Linked DNA regions of Mus musculus: all the other regions are linked to region 3. A link is a contact called in public Hi-C data. All regions are on one chromosome and are shown on one strand. The core of a region is the stretch at or near the end of the contact, and the rest is flanking DNA. Distances in the headings are between cores, read along the strand shown. Region 1 overlaps Dnmt3a (DNA methyltransferase 3A). Region 2 overlaps Dnmt3a (DNA methyltransferase 3A). Region 3 overlaps Dtnb (dystrobrevin, beta).

What was found. A called contact is a pair of places that touch in the nucleus more often than the background predicts.
Region 1: a contact with region 3 is called in a Hi-C map of bone marrow-derived macrophages, with 32 read pairs. The contact joins two enhancer-like sites. A contact is called at or near these places in 16 of 39 promoter capture datasets (the 3T3-L1 cell line, 3T3-L1-derived adipocytes, the C10 cell line and 11 more), 16 of 484 Hi-C or Micro-C datasets (the G1E-ER4 cell line, Sertoli cells, Th1 cells and 11 more), 9 of 115 datasets of contacts at active chromatin or transcription factors (the HL-1 cell line, VIP interneurons, bone marrow-derived dendritic cells and 6 more) and 2 of 9 other capture datasets (liver and pancreatic islet).
Region 2: a contact with region 3 is called in a Hi-C map of bone marrow-derived macrophages, with 21 read pairs. The contact joins two enhancer-like sites. A contact is called at or near these places in 2 of 39 promoter capture datasets (the C10 cell line and cranial neural crest), 11 of 484 Hi-C or Micro-C datasets (B cells, the HPC-7 cell line, adipose-derived mesenchymal stem cells and 6 more), 8 of 115 datasets of contacts at active chromatin or transcription factors (DN3 thymocytes, bone marrow-derived macrophages, embryonic hindbrain and 4 more) and 4 of 9 other capture datasets (adipose tissue, embryonic stem cells, liver and 1 more).

The regions. Positions count from the first base shown.
Region 1 is chr12:3,840,634-3,844,987 of GRCm38.p6, reverse strand. The region is part of intron 2 of Dnmt3a (DNA methyltransferase 3A); the gene reads right to left. Among named protein-coding and RNA genes, the nearest start is that of Dnmt3aos, 19 kb to the left of the region's middle. Within about 2 kb of position 1,492, at least 26 of the 459 cell types and tissues checked have an H3K27ac peak or open chromatin away from gene starts, as enhancers often do. A contact at or near this core is called in bone marrow-derived macrophages and neural progenitor cells, where this site is marked.
Region 2 is chr12:3,905,008-3,909,302 of GRCm38.p6, reverse strand. Dnmt3a (DNA methyltransferase 3A) reads right to left here. Exons shown (of 23, transcript NM_007872.4): 21 at 3,641-3,710; 22 at 2,420-2,538; 23 at 1-1,697. The coding sequence ends at 1,556. Among named protein-coding and RNA genes, the nearest start is that of Gm31623, 12 kb to the right of the region's middle. Within about 2 kb of position 2,807, at least 7 of the 459 cell types and tissues checked have an H3K27ac peak or open chromatin away from gene starts, as enhancers often do. A contact at or near this core is called in bone marrow-derived macrophages, where this site is marked.
Region 3 is chr12:3,659,489-3,663,670 of GRCm38.p6, reverse strand. The region is part of intron 8 of Dtnb (dystrobrevin, beta); the gene reads right to left. Among named protein-coding and RNA genes, the nearest start is that of Dtnb, 89 kb to the right of the region's middle. Within about 2 kb of position 2,235, at least 95 of the 459 cell types and tissues checked have an H3K27ac peak or open chromatin away from gene starts, as enhancers often do. A contact at or near this core is called in bone marrow-derived macrophages and neural progenitor cells, where this site is marked.

The DNA.
Region 1 (4,354 bases), core at 243-2,742, 180 kb before region 3:
AGGAAAAAGAAAACATGGCCACCATACAGCAATGACAAAAAACCAAAGCCATTTTGGCTAGATTGGTAGACTGCTTGCCTAGTGTGCTTGGAACTGAGGCCTGGGTCCCCAGCTGCATACGCCAGGTATGGCAATCTATGCCTGCAATGCCTGAACTGGAGAGGCAGATGTGGAAGGTTATACATTTAAGGTTATCCTTGCCTTTTGGAGAGTTCAAAACCATCTTTGGCTACTACAAAAACAAGCAAAATCAGAAATCAAACCAAACCAAAGACACTTGACCTTCTGGTACAGACAAACACCTGTTCTCATGACCCCATGGGAAAGGCCTCTAGGGTCTTTAACAGCAAACCGTATGCCACGTGGTCCCTCCGTGTGAAAACCCTATGTCACATGGTCCCTCCATGTGCTGCTCACGTGCTTTACCTCATACAAGCTATCCAGGCATGCTACACACAGTCAGCACACTTTGTCCCTGCTGGCTTCAATCCAAACTAGTCCAGCCTAGGAGGAAGCAGCCACCTTACCAGCACTTGAAGAGCACCAGGCCTGGGCCCCAATCCCAGCAGGAAGCACGATGTGCACAGAACAGACCTCCTACTCTGCTGGACCCATATCTAGGTTTGGCTCCCACCTTCCCATGAAGCTCAGTACAGCTTTGTGGAAAGCAAGTTATCAATATAGCATTCTAAAATGGAGGGTATGCTTTCTGCTCTGAGCCTGCCTGTGGGCTGTTCGTACCACTGGGCAGGGAACTGATACACTGATTGGGTGGACAGATGGTCTGGGCCATGCCCTCAGTGACTCCAGGAAGGTCTATCAAGAGGTTTATTCTTGCATCTGTCAGGGGCCTGTCAGTGCCTAAGACGGGTTAAGCAAAGGAATGTGGGCTATGCTTCTCAAATCTGCAAGCAGCACCGATGTCGTCGAATGTCAGCTAATACTGAAATGCAAGAACCTGTGCTGTAGTAACCGGAGCAGCTGGAAACAGCAGCACATTTAGTGGGAACAGATTTGAGCCCAGATTGGCCTCCTCATCCGAGGGGAGGGGGAGACAAAAGGGAAGGGGAGATGAGGGGGGGAGAGGGGGAGACGGAGTGGGAGGGGGAGATGAGGGGGGGAGAGGGAGGAGTCTCAATTAGCCCCTCAAGAACTGTAGCAGGAGTGGGGGGGGGCAGAAATTATAGACGGGTTTTGCAAAGAGCAGGGCTGGGCTGAGCAGGAACTTACACTGTTTACTAGTCACCTTGAACTTAGCCTCTCTGCAGCCTGCATTCCTTATCCATAAGATGGAAATCATGCTTGCTCCACAGCTGGAGCTTGAGAACTAAGTAAGGCGATAGAGGAAGCTGGGAACAGTGACAGTCACTGGGGAACGGCTTACTTCCTCCTGCCTCCATACTAGAATGTTTCACAGGGGCCAGCATTCCCAGCCCGCCAGCAGAGGCCCCCTCCTGGCCTCCAGCAAATCCCAGCTCTCTCTCCTCCATGTGCAGCCATCACTCACAAGCAGACAGATCCCAACATCTGGCTACCGCCGTTGCTATGGTGAGCTATGTGGATGCTGGGGCGGCAGACTTTTCCAAATTGCAAGGTGGACTATGTCATTCTACAGAGCTTTAACCCTCTCTGAGGGGGACCCCAGGGACCTGGAGGATCAAGCCCAACTCCTAGTCTTTGTAAAGGTCCCTGGGCTCTTGCTGAACTGCCTGTGTTTCCTTTCTATCCCAGGGCCCCAACATAGGCAGCGGGTGCAAAAGCAGCTGCTTCCCCAGGCACAGCTACTCCTCCTGCCTAACCCACCTTCCCTGAAGGCTTCCCGGGCTTGCTTTCCCTACCTAGACTGAACGGATAGGTCCTGACAGCCACCCACCCCTGCAATGCTATGAGCTCTTTGAATCGAGTAACCAGAGCTGCTGTTTTTCATTTTGGAGGCAGAGTCTCCCCATGAATTTGAGGCTGACCTCAGACTTGCAATCCTCCTGCCTCCCAGTGCCGGTGCACTAATGTGCTTGGCCAGCAGGGACTTCTCGAGAGGTGAAGGCAGGAGGGTCAGAATTTCTAGGCCAGCCTAGAGTACTTGAGTTTCTGTTCTAAAAACCAACAACAGAAAAGAAAAGAAAAGAAAAGAAAAGAAAAGAAAAGAGAAGAGAAGAAAAGAAAAGAAGAGAAAAGAAAAGGAAAAAAAAGCCTAGCCTGACAGATACTGGGCAACCCTTAGATGAGTGACAGTCACATAGCAGATACTCAGTAAAGAGTAGAGTCCACGCCAGGCGTGGTGGCGCATGCCTTTAATCCCAGCACTCGGGAGGCAGAGGCAGGCGGATTTCTGAGTTTGAGGTCAGCCTGGTCTACAGAGTGAGTTCCAGGACAGCCAGGGCTACACAGAGAAACCCTGTCTCGAAACAAACAAACAAACAAAAAAGAATAGAGTCCACATGCACAAAAGAGACTCACATACAAACCTACAGCGCACAGGGCACAAAGGCACATAGATCTCTATGTCTCCACAGTCACAAACAGGTTGAGCCCAGCCTGGTCTAAAACTTATTATGTAGCCTAAGCTGGCCTCAAAGTACAATAGTCTCCCTCCTCAGTGCGCTAATAGGCATGAGCCAGCACACCTGTTTTGTTTTGCATTGTGTGTTGAGGGAGGCTCTCACTGTATAACTCAGAGTGTCCATGAGTTTGTGGTCCTCCAGGCTGCACGTCTCAAGTGTCAGGGATCTGCTCAACCCCCAACCTTAAACAGATCATCTACACCTTAAATGGAATTGTCACTTTCCTTTTCTGGAAGTCTTTACAGCTTTGGGGAACCTTCAGCTAGGGTGGGCTGTTAGGTTAAGTGGTTCCCACCAGCCTCACTCTAAAATTCTGAGGCTATGATTTGACCTACATTTTAGCACAGCTCACTGGATGGATTATTTTAAGTCACACACATCTTTGCCTTCTGACAAGCTGGGCTATGCCAATAATTGCTCACATTTGTACAATACAGCAAAATCAGCAAAGGATTTCCACATATGCTTTTTTGTTGTTGGGTTTTGAAACAGGCTCCCAAGTGCCTGAGCCAGCCTGGAACCCGACAGGCAGCTGAGACAGGCTTGGACTTCTGATCCTCTCTCCTCTATCTCCCGAGTGCTGGGGTTACAAGCCTGCTCTTCATTTTATGTTTATGATTGACAGAAACCACAGTAGGTGTCATGTTCTCCCATCACACAGGTGGTAAAGTGAAGCTCAGAGCGATTCTGAGATTTGCAGAAGGCAAAGGCGAAGCCTTAAGAATCAACAGTCCCAGCTTCTCATTTCCAGCCTGCGGGTCTTTTAAGCCTCTATATCTGCCTATGCCATGTTCTATGCACACACAGTGAAAACACAGTAGTGCATACTGAATGCACACCTTATTCACTGACATGCAAACACACCCACACACACTTGCCTCTCTGGGCCTAGGCATAGGCTCTTGTCCCCCAAAAGAAGCCCTTCCCCAGAAACAGAGAGACATCCATGCTCCCGTTAGTGCTGAGAGCAGAAGCCACTGACCCAGAATCTGAACAGATGCCTCAAGTTGGTGTTTGAGTCAAGGGGATGAACTTGCCAGATCTAGCCAGCTACTTGCCCAGGCCTCCCAGGACAATAAGCATGCAGCCTTTGCCAGCTGGCTGACCTCCCAGGAACTGTCTGTGGCCACGGAATTGTCTTCTGCAGGAGGCAAAGCCCTGCCCTGGGCTGCCTGAGCACCTTGCTTGAGAAGCCCTAGCAGGGCACCACAGACCTGTACAAGGCATACACACGTTCACATGCAGACATGCCTCACCCCTTAGAGGTGGTTCTTGCTCCATGGCAACGGACAGAGGCTGAGGTCCTGTGAATGACAAGAACTGCTAGAGGCACCTCCAGACTCACCCCTGAAAGCTCATCAGCCCTTCATTTCAGAAACTGACAGTAGTCAGCAAACAGTCACTGGCTTCACAGGATAATTACTGATAGAAAGAAATTATCCCTCCTAGCCAAAGGCCACCACTTCTCTGGAGACAGGAGCCATGCCTTAGTGTCCCTTTTGGGATCCCCTACAGATCATAGGAACTTGCATAGAGCAGGTGCTTCATAAATGTTAAAGGATTTGAAATAATTTTGCTGCTGGGCGGTGGTGGCGCACACCTTTAATCCCAGCACTTGGGAGGCAGAGGCAGGTGGATTTCTGAGTTTGAGGCCAGCCTGGTCTACAGAGTGAGTTCCAGGACAGCCAGGGCTACACAGAGAAAACCTGTCTTGAAAAACAAAACAAACAAAACAAAACAAAGCAAAGCAAGAACTAGTTTTGCCTGCCAGGACCTCCATCCTGTCACCACAA
Region 2 (4,295 bases), core at 1,558-4,057, 250 kb before region 3:
TGGGAGCCAGGGCACCAGAGCCACTGGTCCTTAAAAAAGCACCTGCCACCCCCCCGCACCTTGGTTTGAAACCTAAAGGGAAGGGTGTTGGGTTTTTGTTTTCTGAAAGAAAATCTTAAAACAATTATAGCCAGAACCATAAGAATAATTATAATAAAGGTGTCATCAGCCTCCCAAGTATGAAACTGCAGTCTTTAGAGATGACCAAAAACATCACATTCCAGGACCGGAGCTGCCATGTGCAGAGGGGATGGTGGGGCCTTATAAAAGAACACACAAAAGGCAACTTAGACAGAAAGCACCAGTACATTTTGTATGTTTTTTTATTTGCTCCAGGTGGGGTTAATGGCGGGTCACTTTCCCTCACTCTGGAATATTTCTGATCCCACAAGGGGCCTTCAACGTGGCTGACGAATTCAAAATCAGGGACAATGTTTTCTCAAGCCATTTTTCTGAGGCAGTCATTTTAGATTCATATTCTAAGGTTATTGCACGCGAGTCTGGATAAATTCCACACTCAGCTTCCCCAGGGTCCGACCACCTCAGCTGAGCCCCTTTTTGGCAGGTGAAGCTAGGCATGGGGCAGGGGTGGGGGGTGATATGGGTCATCCTTCAGTTTGTTAAAACCCCCTCCAGCTGCTCCCCTCTCCCCATCCTGGGCTGAAACCCTTTGCACAGAGGGCCAGGCGGAAGCTGATGTCTTTGCTCATCTCGCTGTTTTGAAAGCACCATTATGAAGTCGGGATGTACAGTAGTTAACAGTACCTTTTATATATATATATCTCATATCTATCATATATATATAAACTGTAAACAAGAGGTAACAGCGGCTTCTAGAAACTGGTTTTCTTCAAGGTTTCCTGTGTGGTAGGCACCTGAAATACTGTAGAAAAGTGTCTGGTGTGGTGTTCTCTCAGCGCCCTGCTGCTAGTTGGGTTCTGTTTTGCATGACCAGGAATGGTGCTGTTGAGACTGCTCGGGGGGTGGGAGAGGAGACTCTGCCTCCGAGGGTCTCTATTCTCTTCCTGTTTGTGCTCCTATCTGATCAGGCTAGAGACAACCAAAGAGATATATAGAAAAGGAAAAAAAAAAAAACCAATATTTTAAGTTTTTATAGAATTTTCCCTCTCTCCCTTTCCTCTCCAAGGCATTTCTACTTTTTGTTGTTACTGATTTTGCTGCAATAACTCTCTTGTTTCAGTCACAGCAAGAAACAAAAACCCAAACAAACAGAAAACCCCTCTGAAAAAGAGTAGAAAACAAAAAGTTCGCCTCCTAGGACCGGAGGGGAAGAAGGGGAGGGGCCTATTTTGCTTTTTAGATAGGACTGAAGGTTAACATTGAAAACTCAGGAGATGATGTCCAACCCTTTTGCAAGGCCAAGCCCTCCGGCGTTTTCCTCCTCTGTGGTTTGCTTTAAATTCCTTTTTCTCTTCTGGGTGCTGAACTTTTCTCCGTCCTCTCGTTCTTGGTGTTTTATTGTTTTGTTTTGTTTTTTGTTTGTTTGTTTGTTTAACTTTTTTATCATCACTACTTCAGTTTGCCCCCATGTCCCTTACACACAAGCAAAATATTCCTTCAGCGGAGCGAAGAGGTGGCGGATGACCGGCACGCTCCACGATCGGCCCAGCAGTCTCTGCCTCGCCAAGCGGCTCATGTTGGAGACGTCTGTGTAGTGGACGGGGAAGCCAAACACCCTGTGGGAGGAAGGCAGGGAAGGGAGTGAGTGCGGGTGTGATGGCGGATGTTAGTTTACTCTGAATTCCTGTCACAGGCTGCCATGTGCCAGCCTCTCTGTGGGTATAAAGATAGGTAGTATAATCCCAGCTTTGAGATTCACACTCCCCAGAAACAAAGGCAGTAAAAAAAAACAAAACAAAGCAAAACCCCCAGACCTTTGAAATGCCTCTTGGATGTGCTCTACAGGCGCCCTGCACATGAGAACTGGATGGTGCAGGCAGCTTGAGTCTGAATTCAATCTGATTCATCCATAAATGCCCCTCTGAGAAGAGAGGGGCTCTCAAAGAGTGGGACTCTGGGCTGACCTGGTGAGCTCAGGGAGTCTGTGAGAACAGCCTTATCTGTCTAGATCCTCCTCAAATCCAAGGAGGAGCCCACCCGGCTGGGTGCCATCTGGTGCACCTCACAGGCATCTATACTGGCTTTCAAAACACACACAAAATACCTATGATCCAAGCCATGCACTGTGCTGAGGGTTCTAGTGGGCTCATCTGTGTTGGGCGGTCCCCGGACCCTTCTGAACAGGAACCAGCTACAGAAAAGTGCAGGTTCTCCCCAGGGCCTGGCATGCTGGAAAGCGCTTGTTAAAGTTCACTCACAGGGAATTTGGGGGAAATGAGGAGCCTGCCGCCTTCCTTTTAACCCAGCCCTGGCCAGACGCAAGCACCCAGCACTCTACCTTTCCATTTCAGTGCACCACAGGATGTCCTCCTTCTCGTTCATGAAGACGGGGAAATGCTGGTCTTTGCCCTGCTTTATAGAGTTTGACCTGGTGGTAATGGTCCTCACTTTGCTGAACTAGAAGATGAAGAGGCAGAGGAATGAGTCACCATCATTTGCTGAGGAAATGGCTGACTGACCCCTGCTTCCCTTCTCACTAAGAGGGCACTTGGGTGTTCTTGGTCTATTCAGGCTAACAGGACTAGAGGCAGCAGCTGTGGCTAGCTTGCCCCTCAAGTCTTCCAAGCCTGGGACTCTTTCAGGGGGAGCAACTTTCAGGTAGAAGGATGTCAATAACTTAGCAGCTAAGGCCCCCTGCTGGGATCTGCAGGCAGAAAGCTAGACTATGTGGGTGGAGCCTAAGACCAACTCCTTCAGAAGAGCACTCTCTCAGTGCTGCAGACTTGCAGGTCCCAGCCAAACAGGAACAAAAGTGTTTTTTCTTTTTGAAGAACCATTTTATTAGTTTAAGAGAAAAACTGCAGAAAAGGAAAACTGTAAATCTCAGCTGCTGCCTGAAGGAGGGGAAGGAGAGACTCGAAGTGTAGTGCTGTTGAGGCAAGCGTGTAGATCAGACACATGGTAGACAAGCAGCCACGACTGAGGAGGGAGGCTTTAGAGATAGAGTAAGGAAGCCCAAAGTTTCAGAAAAAGTAAGTACACAAAGGTTTTAGTCATCATTCAAAATAAAGAAGAGGGGAAGATACAGAAGTCAGAACGTGGGGAGGCCAGACAACCCTCATGGGGTCTGAGCTGGGAATTCGAGACCTGGGACACCCAACTTAAAAAGCTCTGAGGCTGGAGAGCCGGCTCAGAGACTGAGCACACTGGTCCAATTCCCAGTGCCCACACGGAGGCTTGCAACTGTCTTTAACTCCAGTCCTAGGCCCTGGGATTTGACATCCTTTTCTGGCTTCTTCAGCAAGCAAAGATGTGGTGCAGAAATAGGCAGGCAAAGCCCGTACACGGGTATGAACAAAAGCCTCTGCACTTCCCAGAACCTTGTTGAAGACCCTACAGCACCTGCCGGGGCGGGACGGAGGGGCAGCACGCTCATTCCCTGGCCAACTGGCTCTATGACCCCACACCATCGCAAGAGGTCACATGTCGCACAGCTAAGCCGCCCACTCCTTAGCCTGCATCCTCCACCACTCACGCTGTCCTCAGTGCTGAGACTCACCTTGGCTATTCTGCCGTGCTCCAGACACTCTTGCAGCTCCAGCTTATCATTCACAGTGGATGCCAAAGGCCTAGAAAGCAAGAGACACCATAGAAGCACAGAGCAGGAAAGCCCTATCTAGGTACCAACAGGCCTCCAGGGAGGGTCAAAAGCTCTTACCCCAAATAGACACACACAGCACAACCCTCTCCATACCATGCCTGCCCACAAACAACCAAACAAGCCTTAATCCTTACAGGAAAATTTAAAAGAAGTTTCAAAAACACATACCAGGCAGCTAACGACTACCCAGGGACAAAAAGTACATATGCAAAAAAAAAAAAAAAAAAAAAAAAAAAAAGCCAGGCGTGGTGGCGCACACCTTTAATCCCAGCACTTGGGAGGCAGAGACAGGCGGATTTCTGAGTTCAAGGCCAGCCTGGTCTACAAAGTGAGTTCCAGGACAGCCAGGGCTACACAGAGAAACTGTGTCTCAAAAAACCAAAAAAGAAAAAAAAAAAAAAAGAAGACACCCTTTATTAAAACAACAACAAACCCCAAAAAACTCCTGTTTCTGCAGGAAAGCCCAGCACCCAGAGGTTAAGAGCACCGACTGCTCTTTCAAAGGTCCTGAGTTCAATTCCCAGCAACCACATGGTGGCTCACAACTACCTGT
Region 3 (4,182 bases), core at 986-3,485:
ACATGAATATGCTAACATAGCCTTTCTTTAGATTACATAACATTATATGGAAAGAGGGAGTCCACCCCAACGGTAGGAAAGGCAATCACGGGATGCACTCCAGCTGGCCTTGGAGGCAGGCGATGCCCATGTTGTAAATGGCTTATGTAAGCTTCATCGTGGCAAAAGACCGCAGATGGCCAGGAATAGAAAAGCAGGGATCAGGCTGGAGAGATGGCTCAGCAGTTAAGAGCACGGACTGCTCTTCCAGAGGTCCTGAGTTCAATTCCCAGCAACCACATGGTGACTCATAACCATCTGTAATGGGATCTGATGCCCTCTTCCGGTTTGTCTGAAGACAGCTACAGTGTACTGATATACATAAAATAAATAAGTCTTAAAAGAATAATCATGTAAATTAAAAAAAAAGGAAAACAGGAATCACAGCTGAAAAAAAAACAAAATGTATTTTGCCAACAACCAGTTAATGGGCAAGATTCCCCAAAAGCCTGAAATCTTAATGGTACTTGAGCCATGGCTGACACCTTATGCCAGGTTCGAGGGGTCTGGAGGTGAGAATCCAGCCACACTCTACCTGGACTTGTGATGAAATCTGCAGTGCCTTTTCACGCAGCAACAGAATGCTCTAGTTTACAGGCTGTGCTCCTGGGTGTTGCCTGTGGCCTCTGCAAAATAGCAACCCTTTCCTACACTCTCAACAGAGTCCAGACTACACCTCAACAATGATTCACTTGTCTCCTGAATACACAAAGGGTGGAGACAATAGTCAGCAAACCAGCAGGAGCTAAGAGAGGTGGGGCTCTTCCAGGGGGCCAAGACTCAACTCACACAGAGGAAGAGAAGCAGCCTGCTGACTCAGGAGCTGCCCAGCTGGAGTGGGCTGAGAGCACAGCAGCACCAAGCTGGTGCCATGGACACAGCTGGCAGCTTTACTGCACCAACAATAGACACAGGGCAGCAGCCAAGGCAGGCACTGACTCAGTAGCTTCTGAGGGTACCTGGGCACAAAAAAAAAAAAAAAGAAAAAGAAAAAGACAAAGAAAAAAAAGCAGACTTTGTAGATTTTGTTTTACACTTCAAGTCTGTGCCCCATTTCCTATTTGTGGGAGTGCTATTTTATGCATTAAAAACTTGTATCCAGAGATGGGAGAGGCTAAGAGCACTTGTTGCTCTTGCAGAGGACCTAGGCTCACAACCATCCATAACTGATGTTTTATGGTATCTGACCCCCTCTTCTGAACACCATGGGCACTTGGCATGCAAATAGCACACATGCATATATGTAAGTACAGCACTCATATACATCTACAATTTATTCAGACACATCTCCATATCCAGGCTGAGCATGGTGGCACATGCTTTTAATTCTAGTAGAGCTAGGGGAATCACTGTGAATTTGAGGATACCCTGGTCTACATAGTGAGTTCCAGGACAGCCAGAGCTACATAGTGAGACCCTGTCTCAATGGTAAGTAGGTAGGTAGGAAGGAAGGTAGGTAGATAAATAATTTCCTATTTGATTTTGTGCTATTTGCAAAGTAGTAATTAAATATAACATAGATCCATTTGAAACTGGGAAAAGTATGACCAATAAGCATACTTTTTCCACCCTGAAGAGACTATCAGATTATCTTTTAGAATTTAAAAGGTACAAGGAAGCCGGGCGTGGTGGCGCACGCCTTTAATCCCAGCATTTGGGAGGCAGAGGCAGGCGGATTTCTGAGTTCGAGGCCAGCCTGGTCTACAGAGCGAGTTCCAGGACAGCCAGGACTACACAGAGAAACCCTGTCTCGAAAAAACCAAAAAAATAAAAAATAAAAAATAAATAAAAATAAAAGGTACAAGGAGATAGATGCTAGCAGTAATTCATGGCTTTAATCCCAGTACTCAGGCAGATTTCTGTGCATTCCAGAACAGCCAGGGCTACACAGAGAAGCCCTATCTCAAAGGAGGAAGGAAGGAAGGAAGGAAGGAAGGAAGGAAGGAAGGAAGGAAGGAAGGAAGGAAAATTGTTTCTGATAAATATGACTCCTTATATTAAAAATTTTTGTATCAATGCTTCAAAAATTATATGAGATTATCACTAATATTTTTAAAACAGTAATATTTGTTTAACATCTTGTTAAACAAAAACTACTTCCTTATTTATAGATTTTTTTTAAAGGGGATAAGACTGTTCAAAGGTGCAGTCTGCCATCTGCTGGCTAGAAAGATGAAATTTTCAGGTCACTTCCCCTAGTTATGTAACTAAAGATATTCTACTAAGAACCACATCTGTGGTCCAAGAATATTTTCATAAATTCTCCCATTCTTCCCCAACACCCTCACCGTCTGGAATACCAAGGTGGGAGTCAGTCAGACTGACCTTGGTAAAGTGAAAACTGGGGAAGGCAGAGATCTGAGTGGCAGACAGGGAGGCAGGGGATGAGAAGTTGGTTGTGTGTTTCTATACCCTAACTACATCTAACCCACAGTCTTGGCTGGCCTGTGGCTCACTATGTAGACTAGGCTTGCCTCTGCCTCTGTCTCTGCCTCTGCAGTGCTGTAAAGGACTCTTTATAAGTAAAATTCAGCCAAGCAGTGGTGATGCACACCTTTGATCCCAACACTCAGGAGGCAGAGGTAAGTGAATCTCTGAGTTCAGGGCCAGCCTGATCTACAAAGCAAGTTCCAGGACAGCCAAGGCTACATAAAGAAACCTTGTCTCAAAACAAAACAAAACAAAAAAACAATAAAACAAAACAAAAAGATAAAGAAAATTTAGCACAAAACCACGAACATCTCTCTGGTTCCATCAACTATAAGGAAAGCCCTGCTTGTTTGGAATGTCCTGTGTGTGGTATGCTGTGTTTCCAAAGCTCTCTCCTCCCATCTGGACTCACAGCAACTCCACCCTTCCATGCCCACTGTCCTGCTCCTAGGCTGAGATCCAGCCTAGAGGGTGTGGTAGACGGCAAGGGCAGGAAGCTCTGCCCAGTGTGTCTGCCTGCAAGATTTGGCCTCTAGATGCTCTGGCTTAGACAAAGTCTCCTAAAACACGGGTGCCAAGCACCAGGGGCAGCACATGAATAGGGCAGATGTTGCTGGACTCTTGCAAAACTTCAGCGTGGTGGGCCTTCCTGATAGCCTAGAGTGGCAGTGGACACGGGAATGAAGAAGCCTCCAGTCCTTCAAGCCACAAACATATTTCAATCATCCCAAGAAAGAGCCCAGAAAACATGGAGTTGAGAAAGACAATCCTAATACCAGCAGTTCTCAATCTATGGATTGCAACCCCTTTGCCAAACCTCTATCTCCAAAAATATTTACATTGTGATTCATAACAGTAGCAAAATTACAGTTACAGAGTAGGAACAAAAATGTTATGGTTGTGTGTGTGTGTGGGGGGGGAACCTGTATTTAAGGGTTCCACATTAGGAAGGTTGAGAACTGCTGGCCTACACATCCTGCCCAAATACCTGACACAAAGTCAGAAATACAGTCTGATGATTATGGTGTTTTGTCATTAAGGTTTTATTTTTGGTGGTTTATTGTGCAACTGAGTACCACCAAATGCTACAGCACCGCAGCTCTAACAGCAAAGTTACACAGGCATGAAGCAAGCATTTCAGAGGAGATAGCCTGAATGATCTACTTCCCTTGCAAGCCTGAATATAAACCTGAGAGTTACCCTCCATTCCTTGCTTCTAGGTGAAGGGGTGTCTGCCCTCACTCATTCCCCATCTTAGCCCGGGGCTCAGTGATGGAGATGGAAGGGAGCACGCCCAGCTTGTTCCTATTCTTTATTCCTGAGGTCTGCAGGTTCCACAGCAAGACCATGCTCTTCTGCTCCCCAGAACCATCAGCAGTCAGTATTTACCCTGCTAGACAGGCTAGCAGGTGTGTGTAGAAGGTGGTGTTCAATTCAGAGGCTAGCTGCAAGTGTGTGTGTATGTGGTGTGCAGTGTGTGGTGTGTATGCGGGGTGTGTGTGTATGTGAGTATGGTATGTATTGTGTATGCTGTGTGCATGTATTGTGCTCTCTGTGGTGTGTGGTATATGGTGTGTGCATGCACATGCTGTATAGTGTGTATAGTGTGTGTGTGTGTGTGTGTGTGTGTGTGTGTGTGTGTGTGTGTGTGTGTTTTGGACATGGAATGGGACTGATCTAAAGGAGAACTGTTTTCAGAAGTAGAGCTGGGCA